Regions from separate parts of the Zea mays genome. Here regions 2 and 3 are each linked to region 1. Evidence: chromatin contacts called from public Hi-C data. All regions are on one chromosome and are shown on one strand. The core of a region is the stretch at or near the end of the contact, and the rest is flanking DNA. Distances in the headings are between cores, read along the strand shown. Region 1 holds the start of LOC100303858. Region 2 holds the start of LOC100282638 (polymerase delta 4). Region 3 holds the start of LOC103633022.

Evidence for each region. A called contact is a pair of places that touch in the nucleus more often than the background predicts.
Region 2: a Hi-C map of leaf shows a contact between it and region 1, with 4 times the contacts expected there. The contact joins the promoter of LOC100282638 here to the promoter of LOC100303858 in region 1. A contact is called at or near these places in 2 of 25 Hi-C or Micro-C datasets (both in leaf).
Region 3: a contact with region 1 is called in a Hi-C map of ear, with 2.1 times the contacts expected there. The contact joins the promoter of LOC103633022 here to the promoter of LOC100303858 in region 1. A contact is called at or near these places in 4 of 25 Hi-C or Micro-C datasets (ear, endosperm, leaf mesophyll and 1 more).

The regions. Positions count from the first base shown.
Region 1 is chr7:145,914,633-145,919,306 of Zm-B73-REFERENCE-NAM-5.0, reverse strand. LOC100303858 reads right to left here and starts at 1,582. Exons shown (of 2, transcript NM_001366623.1): 1 at 1,490-1,582; 2 at 838-1,413. The coding sequence starts at 1,355. The coding sequence ends at 1,023. It overlaps LOC100279891 (inositol 1, 3, 4-trisphosphate 5/6-kinase family protein), which reads right to left and starts at 633. Exons shown (of 12, transcript NM_001152843.2): 1 at 265-633. The coding sequence starts at 408. LOC109940939 (a long non-coding RNA gene) reads right to left here and starts at 3,908. Exons shown (of 2, transcript XR_002263718.2): 1 at 3,639-3,908; 2 at 3,085-3,429.
Region 2 is chr7:145,567,926-145,572,593 of Zm-B73-REFERENCE-NAM-5.0, reverse strand. LOC100282638 (polymerase delta 4) reads right to left here and starts at 2,723. Exons shown (of 3, transcript NM_001143206.1): 1 at 2,625-2,723; 2 at 1,320-1,513; 3 at 787-1,182. The coding sequence starts at 1,494. The coding sequence ends at 962.
Region 3 is chr7:145,513,408-145,517,915 of Zm-B73-REFERENCE-NAM-5.0, reverse strand. It overlaps LOC103633022, which reads left to right and starts at 2,097. Exons shown (of 1, transcript XM_008654713.4): 1 at 2,097-3,130. The coding sequence starts at 2,529. The coding sequence ends at 2,783. It overlaps LOC103633021 (a long non-coding RNA gene), which reads right to left and starts at 1,984. Exons shown (of 2, transcript XR_556285.3): 1 at 1,182-1,984; 2 at 32-673.

The DNA.
Region 1 (4,674 bases), core at 333-2,832:
TGGTGTAGCCCTAAACGGGATCCTAAGTCCAGATGTCTAGGATTACTAATAGGAGTACATTGTAAGAAACATTCCAGCGTATGGCATTAATAACAGGAGAGAGAAACGGAAAAGTTGAGCTTTTAGCCAAGTTCCTGGGACAATCTATCCGCGAGAACATTTCCTCGAACAGTACGGCACTAGTAAACAGTAAGATCTCAGCCAACTCATCTAGCAAAACAACGACGAATCGCGCCGATAGACAGAAAACCAAGCCACTCATACCACGCTCAGGTTGGAGTAGCGCAACCGCCGCAGCAACTCCTCTACCCCGGGCCGCAGCGCCACCGCCGCCGCCTCCCTGGTGGAGGAGGGGTCGAGGAGGAGGGAGGCATCCAGCACGAGTCGTACGGGCCGCCCGGTAGCCATGGCTTAGGGGAGGGAGATGCCAATCGCCAACGCCTGAGTTCTGTTCCTGACTTTCTGCTCGGCGATGGGACTTGGGGGCTGCCGGGCCGAACGCCTGCTGAACCTGGTCACCTGGAGCCGGGCATAGCATAGGAAAGGGGAAGCTCCTGATCTGTGGGCCCAGGTGTCAGTAGCAGGCGTGGCCCCCACGGGCGCATGGGCGGCACCTGGCGGGAGGAAGGCGAACAGATGTGCAGGTGCAGCGCAGCAGGTCAGAATAATTCCCCTTTTCCTTAGCAGAAAAAAAAAATCTCAGCCTAGCTTTTCAACTTTCAGGGAATCAGATCCGTTGCCTTCATCATCATATTAAAAAAAATATATCCTTTTGTCTTCCCAGTCGAAAAAAAGTTCACTGGTTTATGTCATGGTGATGCAACAAGTTAACAGTGATTTGAACAAATGCGTCCGTTGTGTATTTCATTTGCATCAGCGAGAACGCAAGATTGTGCTTTGCAGTCGCAGCTCGCAGCAAGCGCTACATTTCACTCGATTTATTTACTCGTCAAATCGTTTCTTCTGTACAGAGCTGTGCTCGCGGCACACGATACCAGACATCCAAACAGATTCTTCTCTTCCTACGCGCCACTGACGCATCCAAACAAGCGCATGCTACTGAACCTCCGGGACTTGGACAGACCACGCCACCCGTCGCCGCCCGGCGGAGACGGCTCGTCCCGGACACCCTCGTCACGGGAGAAACCGCGCTCGTCGGGCGACGAGCGCGCGGCGAACCGGCAGCTCTGGCTCCGAGGATGGTCGTAGGCGCCGCCGGGGAGGCGCTCGTGTCCCCATCCCCGCGTTGGCGGAGCGCCGGCGGAGGAGAGGCGCTCGTAGTCCACAGCCCTTTTCGCCGCCCTCCGCTTGCTGATCGCGCCGCAAACGAACGGGATGAGCCCCTCCATGCTCATGTTGCGACGATCTGCGCCGCCGACCTCAGCAACAGCAGCGACCGAGATGGAGATTTCCCTGGAGTGGCAGAAAGAACATGGCATGAGATTATTATGTACATGGGTCGATTCGATATTTCAGCGACAGCTCTTACAGGAAACCAGCAGATACAGATCATGCATGATGTCAACAAATGGTTCGCTGGAGAGCATGCAACTGAGGCATCCCTCAGATTTTATTTTATAATCCTTGGCTGACTACCGCTGTCGGATATGATTGCATCTGCACGCATGTGAAAGTTCCAGTTTGCATGTTTCCCCAACGACCACCGGTTGAGAAAAAGAAAAGATAAACTCAATCAGAGGCTTCAGGCTTCACATGCACTTGCGATAATCTCGGGTGGTAAATTGGTAATCAACATGGCTTTGCCCAACGGCGAGTCCAACTAAGATTACAGATACTTTGCTTTAGTTTAGTCTCTCCTTATATATAGAGAGAGAGGTGCAAAAAAAATGTACAATAAAGCTTTCCATATAATCACTGAATCATCGTCAAAAGGTATGAAAATTTCTTTATAAACTATATATGTATATTGTTACTGTATCAATATATCAAACTGCAAATCCTAATTCACCATACGTTAATAGATGTAAAAAAAAGCGAAAGGGCCTCTAGCGTAATGGTTAAGGCTTTCGAGTAGCACCTCCAGGTCCTGGGTTCGATCCCCCTCGGGGGCGAATTTATGGCTTGGTTAAAAAAATCCCCTCGTTGTGCCCCACCCGCTCCCGGGTTACGTCCTGCGCGCCACCCTCCGGCTGGGCCGTTGCAGAGTGGGCGGTGACGGCCCGCTAGTGATGGGGGGCCAAGGTTTGGGGATTTTCTCGGCCGGGACCATGAGGGCGGTCTTTCCCTCCCCGGCCGAGTTTTTTTTTTAATAGATGTAAAAAGTAAAAATTGTCATTCTTTAATTCTTCATATTAATAGAGCTTTCTCTTTTTTACACTTTTTAACATATGATGAATTAAAATTTTAAATTTAATATGTAGTGCTATGACATAATGACACTATGATAACGTAGCCCTTAATCGAGAAAAAACGTACAGTTAAGGATATATATAGAGCGAGAAGATGTAGGCTCAATATATGCTCATCCTAGGTACCACTATGGCTAACAGCACACATGTTAGTTATAGAGGTTCAAATCTATAAGGTTCCGTTTATTTCCTTTCATTTTGATGAATTGAAATCTTACTAATGGAATAAGCTATTTTTTTAGAATGTGACATTCCACCACTTTCCAAAAATATCATATAACTCTATCTCAAATTCATGGGGTGAGAAATAGAAATTGATTCTATAGATTTACACGCTATTTTTTCGATGTACAACTTATAGCATACTCTTCTACTTGCTTCGCTATAACATAAATGTAATATATAAATATCTCTCATATATTTAGAATAATATACAAATATATTATATATATAAATATATATATATGAACTTAAATATACAAATATATTACATATACAAATATATGAACTTAATTACTTTTGTCTAAATATAATTATTAAAATGGAATTCAATTATAACGAAACAAACGGGGCCTAAGAAAAATAGACTGAGGCCCATTGATAATAGAGTTTTGGTGTTTGGTAATTAACATAACCATTTAGACTAACAATATTTGCTATTAGTGTATCTAAATATAGTTCAAAAGGTATATCATGGACTTGACCAAAAGAAAAGTGGTGGTGATCAAATTGATGAACATCTCAAGAAAACATTAAAAGACTCATTGAAAATCTACAACAATATGTAAGAGTTCAAGACATAGATAGAACTAAGGCGAACGTGAAGATCACGAATAACAGAAGACTCGCCGCCCGCGTAGGGGGCTCTCGCCGCCGAAGAGCTTGTCGAGCAGAGTCTGCACGACGGTGTCGTCGGGCACCGGCTCCCCGCACTCCTCCTTGAACTGGAACAGGTCGTGCGGAGGCGGACGTGGGTAGGTCGACCTTGACGCAGCCGCGTCGTTCTCGTTCCTCGCCGCGTAGGCGGTGTCGGTGAGGTGCGCGGTCGTACGATCGTCGTCTGCAGTGGCGGAGACATGATTTCTCTAAATGTAGAGCACTAACAAATATTTATATCAGCTAGAAAATCTTAAATCATGCAAATATATAAATGATAGTACATATAACCATGAACGGATTATACAAATTCTCTCAATCCTTTAAAACATACTTCACCCTCTAATAATTATTTGGTCCAAGAGTAGGGCCTGAGCTCTAGTGGCTCCATACCTGTCTCCGCCACTGCGTCTGGGACGGTCTCGGTGACGGCCGGGTGGACGACGACAGGAGGCCGAGCGAGTAGCCCACGGCGAAGACGAGCAGGAAGGATCTAAACATGTCTGATGCAGGCAAGATCGTCTAACTAAACATGTCAGTGCAATGCGTGTGTCCTGCCATGAACTTGGACCTCGACACCGCAAGGCGTGAAGCTTTCTGGTGCTCACTCAGCCTTTGCTTAGATTCACAACAACCGGGACCGCGACGATACACCCTTTCCACGGTCAAACCTTACGTTGACAAGGTAGGTGTGGTGAGACGGGAAGGAGGGCGATGGCATCAGCAATTCGCGCGGCATGGTTGATGACGATCAGCGAGTCAGTACGCATCAGCAGTCGCTGCTTCGGCTGGTCCGCTGGTGCAAGTAGGCAGGAGGCAGCGATCAATGCGCGGATCGCTGATTTGCCGGGGCTGGGTCGGGTGCTTGGCGCTGGAGGAACCAGATCAGACGCATGCCGCGCGCTCGGCCCAGGCCCAGCTGTGCTTGTTTGTGGCGCGTCCATGGACTGGCCCAGAAACAACGGTTTTGGTTTACGCACGGGAACTGGGACCAGTCACGCTCACTCCGGCCTATCAGTTCTAGGTGGGCCTTTACTCTTACCCTTCTCTCTTTTTGACTCCATCTATGTCTGGCCTTTGAGACCAAGGGGACGTGTCTATTTTTTTTATTTTTACTAGCATATAGACCATGCTAACACTACGATACTAAAAAGAGAAGGAGTTGACGACAGCAATGCAAGTGAAGAGTTGGCGGCGGCGGCGACGACGTGAGTGAGGGGGAGGGGCGGCAGAGACAGAGGGGAGGGAGAGGGAAAGGGATGAGGCATTGAGAAATGATCCAAATAATATTATTCATTGGATTTGGGGTAAGGGAGAGAGGGTTATCCAGCGATTTGAACCCTTGGTTTTGATTGTGTGTTAAATGTTGGTGCAAATTGTTTCGTCGATTAGTGAATGTTATAAGTGTGGGGTGATTTGGTTGGGTGGA
Region 2 (4,668 bases), core at 1,474-3,973, 350 kb after region 1:
ACCTCTCTATGTGTCATATTCTTCAAAGAAACAACTTTAGTTCATTTAGTTAAGTAATCCATAGCAACCTAGATAAAGCGATTACTTTTTGATGATGGAGGATGAATCGAGCCAATAAAGTATCATCTCCAACCATGAGAAGACCAATAGATAGTGTTAGATCTACTGAGCAACCAGAGACGTTAGAACTAAGAAAAACGATGATGGTTTAATATGTACATCATGTACACGAGCCTCCCATCTATACGTTCCTCCGAAGCCATTTAGCCATCGGCACTGGAGAAGCTCCACCCATCACAAAAACATGCTAGCACTGTATGCACCACTACTACTCGTCGTTCCACGCGTCTTGACGGTTGGTCTTTTGTACATATATACAGTACGTCATTCGGTCATGGTCTCGTTTGCGTGAGCTTTCATCGTTCGGTTCGGTACTACATACTGTACAATCATACACAGTTGCGCACGAGCATGGTCATTCAGCCCAATCTTTACGCAGCTGTGTGTGTAAAAGCTCTGGACGGAGACTTTTCTCAGCATGGGTACGGCAACGTAGCCAATGTTGCTGCTAAATGCGGCCCGGCCAGGGAGGCCGGGAAAAAAACACTCGTGAGGTAGATGGACCGCTACCCACGTGATTTGACTGCTAAATAAGCGTCAAATCGCAGCACCCAAAACGGTCGATCACAATGCAACTGGCAGCACATAGGAGATGTGTTCATGTGCGTGCTTGACGCACTCAGATACAGACAACGCAACAGGATCTCAATACGAGAAGAGAATTCAGCATGAAGTGCGCCAACATACGCACAGGTAGCCATCTATATACTGTTACCGAACACGTGCCTTGGAGAAACAAACGAGTGCCAACATACATCAACAAGAGGCTGCATGGTACAACAAGCGTCTCCAGTTAACCACCTGAAGTTGACCTGGGATGGGGGATTAGAAGATATTTCTTCTAGACTTTACCCTCCCAAAGGCACTCGACAGAGGGGCTACCGCCACCGCGATTCTTTGTCGATGCCGCGTGCAGTAGGAGGTCCCGGAGATGAGCTGGTGGCTGGAGGCCCATGGCAGAGGCTCGCTCCCAGCGCTGAAGCCGAGTAACACCGATGCAAGGACCAAACTTCATGTCCACGTCAAACTGTCGCAGCTGCTCTTCTTCATCACCAAAGTCATCTGCAGCAACATTTTCACAAGCAACAGGATTAGAGTATCAGAAGAGGACTTCTACACTTCCCAACAATGCGAGGAGCACAGAAATTAAAGAGGGTTACTCCTATTATCCCGTTACCCTCGGCATGTAGCAAGAGTACCTTTGAGATCCCAGGAGCCATGAGAAACTAGAGCTGATGTCTGAGCTGCATCTGAGGCACCAACAGAAGCCCCACCAGTGTAATGCCGTGTCTTATTCTTTGAGGATGAAGCTGTCTTCGCCACGCCTCCTTTCTTTTTCTGCCGGTAAAAATCTTTCACACCACCAGACGACATGTTTCTCTATTCTTCAGTCCTGCAAGTGTTTCCTTGAATTCCTTCCAGCAGAAAATTTGGAATCAGACCTACTCTGGATTTTTTTTCCCCTTTGGTTGAAAGGTATATATACTCCTACACTACAAGAGTGCATCCAAAGAGCCACCAGAAACCCTAACATCAAGAGCTCTAATCCTGAGCATGAAACATGGTATTGTACTATTGTGTAAATAAAGAACTGAAAATGGGCAGCTGTACTGCTGTAGGTAGTGAAACACTGGCCCCGGACCCCCGGTCGATGTTTACGAAGCTGCTAGCATCATTGCAATATAACCAATTTGCATATAGTCAGCCCTTAGGTAGTGAAACATTGGTCCAGTCACTGTTCACTAAACTGTTAGCATCATTGTAGTAGAGCTAAAATGCATACAGTCGGATCTAATGTAGCAGTAATCTAATATTATCATCATATATATTATGGTCACTTGGATATGCATAGGCAATGTTTTCAAGAAAGAACGATCTTGAATAATGACAATCATCATGCTCATGTCCTGAAGGAAACATTAGAAATGCTCCTCGGTCGCCAATCCATTGCGCTTCCAGAGCACGGATTGGATGTTCGGTTGAATCCCGATGTCTTTTCAAATTAAACTGCAACCGTACCGGGCTTGTTTGGTTTGATCCCCTTCGATCCAGATGCAACCGAATAAGGCCTACTTGAGAACCAAGATTACAAGAAGCCCAATGGTGCCAACTAAAGGTTTGTCGTTTTTATCTCAATCCATATGGATTCGAGGGGTTGGGTGGATATAAATCCATAGCAAGTCAAAATCTCTACTAATTTTTTTAATCTCATCAAACAAGGCCTAAATAGTATTCTACACCTAGCGCGCTAAAAGACGAAGATGAGTAGATGACGAACCTAATCGACCGATTGATGGATCAATTGGAACGGCAGCAGCGACGGTCACGGTAAAGGACATGGACTTACACATGTATACCCAATATTTTTTGCAAACAAAATCGAAATTAGCAGGCATGCATACACTTGAAATGAGATTAGATCCGATTACAAATAGCCAAAGAGCTTAAGTTAGGGTTCGGGTGTCCGGTTCCCCACAGGAACGCAAGAGAAAAGGTGCTCATACCTCGTGTGTTCTCGTCGACGGCGAAGGACGCGACGAAGGCTGGGAAGGGACCGACGAAGACGTGAGCTAGGGCGTCGGCGTCGGCCGCCGCCAGTTACCACAAAAGAGAGAGAAGAGAGCGCGCACGCTGAGAAATGGAGAGTGGGGACACACCCGACACACCCGACTGCAAGCTCAATAAAATAACTTATTTAGTTTGTAATTTGACATTCCATCATTTTTGAAAGTTCAGATATAAGTTTATCTCAAATTTATGGATGAAGAGTGAGAAATGATTTTATACATTAGTAGAATTTGTTTATACTCTTTAACTTATATGATACTTTTTGTCTCACTCCTCTATAGTAAAAATATAGCACATAAATGTCTTCAGCATCTTGTTAATAATAGTATACAAATATATTTTGCATAACACCGAATTATGTTAATTGATATATCCCTAAATTATTATTATTAAAATGAATTTCAATTCCAATAATCCAAACAGGACGTAATATTAATTTAGGCACATCTTAATTAAACTAATTTGATTTTATACAAAATATATTTTTATACTATTATTAGCAAGATGTCGAAGATACTTATATGCTACGTTTTTACTAATTAAGAGTGAGTCAAAAAGCATCATATAAGTTGTAGAGTAGAAATAAATTCTACTGATACATAAAATTATTTCTCATCCTCCACCCCATAAATTTGAGATACATTTATATCTAAACTTTGAAAAGTTGTGTAATATTAAATTCTAAGCTAAATAGTTTACTTTATTAAGTAAATTTCAATTCCACTTAAATGAATAGATCCAAACCCCTAAAAAATAAAAAGAAATATCGTAATCCGTTTATAAGTTCTCCCTTAACAGACTTTTATATTTTAGTATTATATACACACACAAATTCCAACTTTTTTTGGAAATCAGAGCATATAAAGGTTGGCTGAATTATAGAGAAATCACAAAAAATTATGACACAAATAGATATACTATGAGTATATAATTAACCAAGAACCTAAAGTTACTTGTTCGACATAACAAATTTATTACTTTATTATACTCCCTTCGTAACTATATTTTATTCGCCTCATAATGTAAGACGTGCTCTCTCTAAATATGTATACATTCATGTAGTAGTATAGAGAGAATTAAATATATTTCTTAGTCTTTGAACCATATCGCCTATACAGGGTTGGCTCTACATTTTTAGATCCCTAAGCGACTATGAAATAAAGGCCCCTTAGATTTAAAGTATTTATTTATTTGTAGCCTAACAAACAATGAAGTAGATAACTAGATAAGCATTTCATTCTTATAAACAAATTTGTATTGTAAACCAAAAAAAGCAACAAGATAAACTCATATTATTAACTGACTACTTGAAATTAAATCCAAACTCTAGTAACCTATGACACTTATGCTTCAACGCTTATTAATAAATCCTTCGAGTATTTCTTGATGCAAAATTCTTAAGAATAACGACAAGATCAATTTTGTCTAGGACATTATCTCATTGCAACACATGGTCAGGCCATTCAATTTTTCTTGTAATATGTTGACCTTAAACCGTTCTTCAATAGCTTCGATTTTGGGAAACTTCTTTCAGCTGATGTTATAGTCACATGTACAGTTAAGAGAATTCGATAGGTAACAGAGACATTTGGATAGCAATTTGTGGTTGTAACAAACTAAAGAACTTCAGGCACTGACACCAAATGATCTTGCAGACTTGATTGCAACACCTTTAATTCATAGAAAAACATCAAGATCGACATCACATGATTTCTAATGAGAAAAAGCTTCTGCAAATGTAGTACAACATTACCACATATCATTATCATCCAAGGTATTTAGATTTTTTGAATTGAATAAGAAGCCAAACAACTTTTCAAATGTCTTCAGTCGACTAGTTAATGAAGCAATCGTTGTGTCAACAATCACTAAAAAGTAATTAACTCTGAAGGATTCCATAGCTGATAGTTGTATTTCTTCACTATTGTCATTGATTTCATCAAAATGTTTCTTCATTTTACCTTGACGTTTCACTAGATA
Region 3 (4,508 bases), core at 848-3,347, 400 kb after region 1:
ATAGTAGATAACTATATATAAAGGGTAAACATGACATGAATTATGCAATGTTTTCAAGTCGTCCGATTAATCGTGATTAGTCGCGATTAATCGTCCAAGTCGGTTTGGACCAATCACGATTAATCACCCAAGTCGTCCGACTAATCGCCCTAGTCGGTCAGCCAGAACGACCAGCAAGTCGTCCGACTTGAAAACATTGATTCTGCAATACTCATTTAAGAAAAGACATTTGTTCATCCAACTTAAAACAGTAGCTCCCAATGACCCTAAAGTAATGCAGGTGTTCAAAACAGCAAAGAAACACTTACTACCACACTACCAGTGACCTAAAGATCTTCATCCAACTGAAATTCATCAACACCAGGGCGACCAGGTGTTCTGATCGGGTCGGCTTCCCTAATCGGCCACCCTAAACCGACCAGCCCGACTAATCGCGATTAGTCGGATGACTTGAAAGGCAGTGCAAGCACTCATCTGATAAGTATCCACTATCTTTCGTAGATCTTCAGAAAACTGTATGTTACAAGTTTCAGACCCAGTAGAAATTCCTACCAAATATAATATAACATAAAATTAGAGGGAGTTGATACAGTTCTGCAACATAATCTCCGTCAGGTGTTCTGATCATATTGCCTAGATGTGGATCAATGTGGAAGAACCCAGTATCAAGCAACTGCAAATAACAATAAATATAGCATGAAGATACTTTCTCTAAAAAAGGTGACATGAGTGCACACATATTTTCAATCATGTAAGACAGGAATACTATGGAAAAGATGGTGAAGACTGAAGAGCATTATTCCTTACCTTCAGCAAGTGAGTGCATGCATATGTTCGATCATGTAAGATGTGGATAGTATTTATAAGATGTAAAGAAATGATTTCCAAACTAACCTATTTCAGATAGCAAATGACTCCTACACTGACCAATGGTCCAACATCGTCCTATGTGCTCTCTCTCTCTCTCTCTTGTGTGGTAAGAACTTTTCTAGATGTGTATCTATGGTAAGTCTTTGGTACAACAACCTGGGGGATTTTCTATTAAATTAACAAAAGTGAATTTTCCAATAAATTTCTACATGTTGTATTCAGTAACAATATAGAGTATAGATGTTATAAACCATCTTGTTACACAACTTCCCACTTCCACAGGGAAAATTTATGGCTACCAGAGTAATTACCTATGGAAGATCTTTCATCACGTCAGCAAAGTGTCATTTCCCCATAATTTACATTTACATAATCAAGTTCTTCAAAACAACGAGCAACCCACTCATCTACCAGGCCAACAACATCGATGGACACCTAACACCAACAACATCGATGGACACCTAACAGTGTTCGACAATGTTTCAGTTCAAAATAACAAAGGTATGTCTCTGCCATATCTTCTCAAGTAGATGAAAATCTTACATGTGGAAATCTCCTGAGCACTAAACCCAAGTTTCTAACAATGAATAAATAGATGGTGACAACCGGCGGGTATAGCAGCTCGGGCGACGGATCTGGATGCTAGGTCCTCCGGACGACAAGGTGGCGAGGGGGATGCAGGATGCGGCGACAGCTTTATTGAGCAGCGGCCACGCGAGGACAGAAGAGAGAAGGCGGCGGTGGTGGGCGAGGGCGAGGGGGATGCAGGATGCGGCGACAACTTTATTGAGCAGCGGCCTCGCGAGGACAAGAGAGAGAAGGCGGCGGTGGTGGGCGACAGCCTCGCGAGGATGGGAGAGCGAAGCTCCGGACGACGAGGTGGGCGAGGGCGAGACGATGTAGGACGCAGCGGTAGCGTTGGTGGGCGGTGGCCTCACGAGGACGGGAGAGAGAAGACGCTGGTGGTGGGCAGCAGCCTCGCGAGGACGAAAGAGCGAAGCGAGCGTTGGGCTTGTGCACCATCGCGTTGATTCAAACATCGGACGTTGAGAGAGATCGGGTGTTGAGATCGAACGACTAACATTTTCTGAGCGACGTGGCTGCTCCGAGGGACCAAGAATCCCCGTAGCTTTTAATATAAGAGATGCGTGGTCAACACAGAGCACATATGCCGCACGCGAGTCACTACGAAGCTGCGTCGTCCACGGGACGCGACATTCGCCGGCCGGCTCCGATCCTCCAGCAGTCACCACCAGTCTCTTCTCGTCTAGTCTAGTGCACATCACGCGCTCACACACCACGGCGGCTCCCTCCCTTTCCACCGTGTAGCTAGGCTAGCTACCTCATGCCTCAGCAACCGCGTCAGGATCCAATCAAAATCCAACCGACCCCCGGCCGCCACTACTGCGCGCAGCGCCACCGACCGACCCCTAGCTAGCTCTATAAAAGCAGTGCGCCGCACCGATCGATCAATCGGCACCAACAACGACTCAGCTCGCGCACATTCGCCCAGCTGCCAAAACCCACACGCACGCGCCGATCAAAAGCCCAAGCTAGCGCCCAAGGCCGGCCGGCGGCCTAACAAGCTCGATCTTCCAGTCCACTACTTAATTGGATAGATCAAGCTCCACCGGCGGCTGAGCGCGCGCGCGCGCGCCATGGCTTTGTCGTCGAGGCAGCTCGCGGCGGCCCTCGTCGCCGTGCTGGTGGCGCTCGCCTTCCTTACTGCGTGCGCGAGCGCCGCAAGGCCGGCGCCTGCAGCGAGCGGCGGCGGCGGCGGGGAGGAGGAGGAGGCCACGGCCACGACGACGCCCGCGTACCTGCGGCAGGTGTACCCGGCGGTGGTGGAGACGGTGGAGATGCTCTTGGCCAGGCTGCCGGCCGGGCCCAGCCCGAAGGGCCCCGGTCACTAGCGTACGTACGTATTGGCCAAGCATTAGCGAGCAGATGGTGGCGTACCGCCGTACGTATGGAGCTTTTGTATAGATTCTCTCTCTGCTAGCTGTGATGATAGTACAAATATGATTGTACTAAAGTGCTAATTAAGAGCACGCACTTATACACTAGATATGATTCTTTCATACCTTTGTCGTCGTCGTCGTCACTAGATCGACACGTACTGCTAGCTAGTAGTGGAGTATATATGTTAGGCTGTGTGCGCAAACGCTTTGGTTTGTACTTTCTTTTACATTATTATTATATATGTCGTTGTTTCAATAAGGTCATGAATTGAGCTATATAGTGCAAGTATTTATGTAAACCGTTTTGCATACATACATATTTTTTCCCTTAAAAATACACGTGACGTGCCTAACTTTCGTCTCTATCGTCAAATAGAGAAGAAGAGGCATCTGTCGTTGATCTGGTCAACGGAAGATGTGTCTTTCTTGTGCTAGCTGCTGCTTTTGCTTCTACCTTCTATATAGGAGTATGTATGTATAATGTATTGTTAGTGGAGTAAGTAGTTGCTGTTAAGCTTTGATGACGTGCAAGTGCAACCCGCACCCGCTCGTCAAATTGTGAGTACACGCGCGCGCGTACTGAATGGCCACTGAAATGCATGGGCGGCCAGCTAGCCGGCCAAGCACGGAAGCACACCGACACCGCACGTGCCTCAATGTGTGTTCATCGCTGAGCTCGTTGCTTCGTTTTTTCCTTGTATACGCGTCAGATCCATGCATGTGAAATATAATTGAGCAGCTTATTTCTAAAAAGTGACAGTCAGCACAAGCACCACTCCCATTTTTTTTGCATTTTGACCCTTTCTCGGAAAAAAATTCACGTTTGGACCTTAGAAAATTTTAATGTCATTTTTGGACCCTTTGCTCGGCGCCGTAGCCTATGGCACCGAGGTAACACAGCTCGGCGCCATAGGCTATGGCGCCGAGATACGTGCTGCGCTGGCACAAACGGACGGCGTGGCGCCGACGTGGCACCGAGCTCGGCGCCCTTGGCGCCGAGCTCTGTTCTGTACACAGAGCCTCTGTAGCTCAGTTGGTAAAACACAAGTCTCTTAACCTTGTGGTTGTGGGTTCAAGCCCCACCGTGAACATTTTTAATACTTTTTTGTCTTTGTCACTTATTTGTTTTTTTGTTGTTCTGATTTTTCGTTTATGACGCTGATTTATCCGTCCAGATTTATTTCTCATCTAGATTTTTTTTTTGTTTTTGTGACTGTTTTGTTTATTCGTCCATATTTTTTTTATCTGGCGAGCAAAAACAAATCAGTCAGCGAACAAAAAAATATTCGTCAAGATTTTTTTATCCGGCGAGAAAAAACAAATCAGTCAGCGAACAAAAAAAAACTGGACGAATAAACAAATCAGTCACAAAAACAAAAAAATCTAGATGAGAAATAAATTTGGACAGACAAATTAGTGACATAAACGAAAAATCTGTAAAAAAACAAATAAGTGACAGACAAAAGGCATAGGGTTTGAACCCACAACCACAAGGTTAAGAGCCTTGTTTTTACCAACTGAGCTAGACCAGCTTTGTGTACAGAACTGAGCTAATCCTAGTATGCAATCTATATCATGCAGATGTTTGGTCACACTCACAACGTACCATATATATGTGTGGGGCCAGAAACAATCAATCATTGATGGCGTAGAGATCTAATCCCTTAAGCATTTATT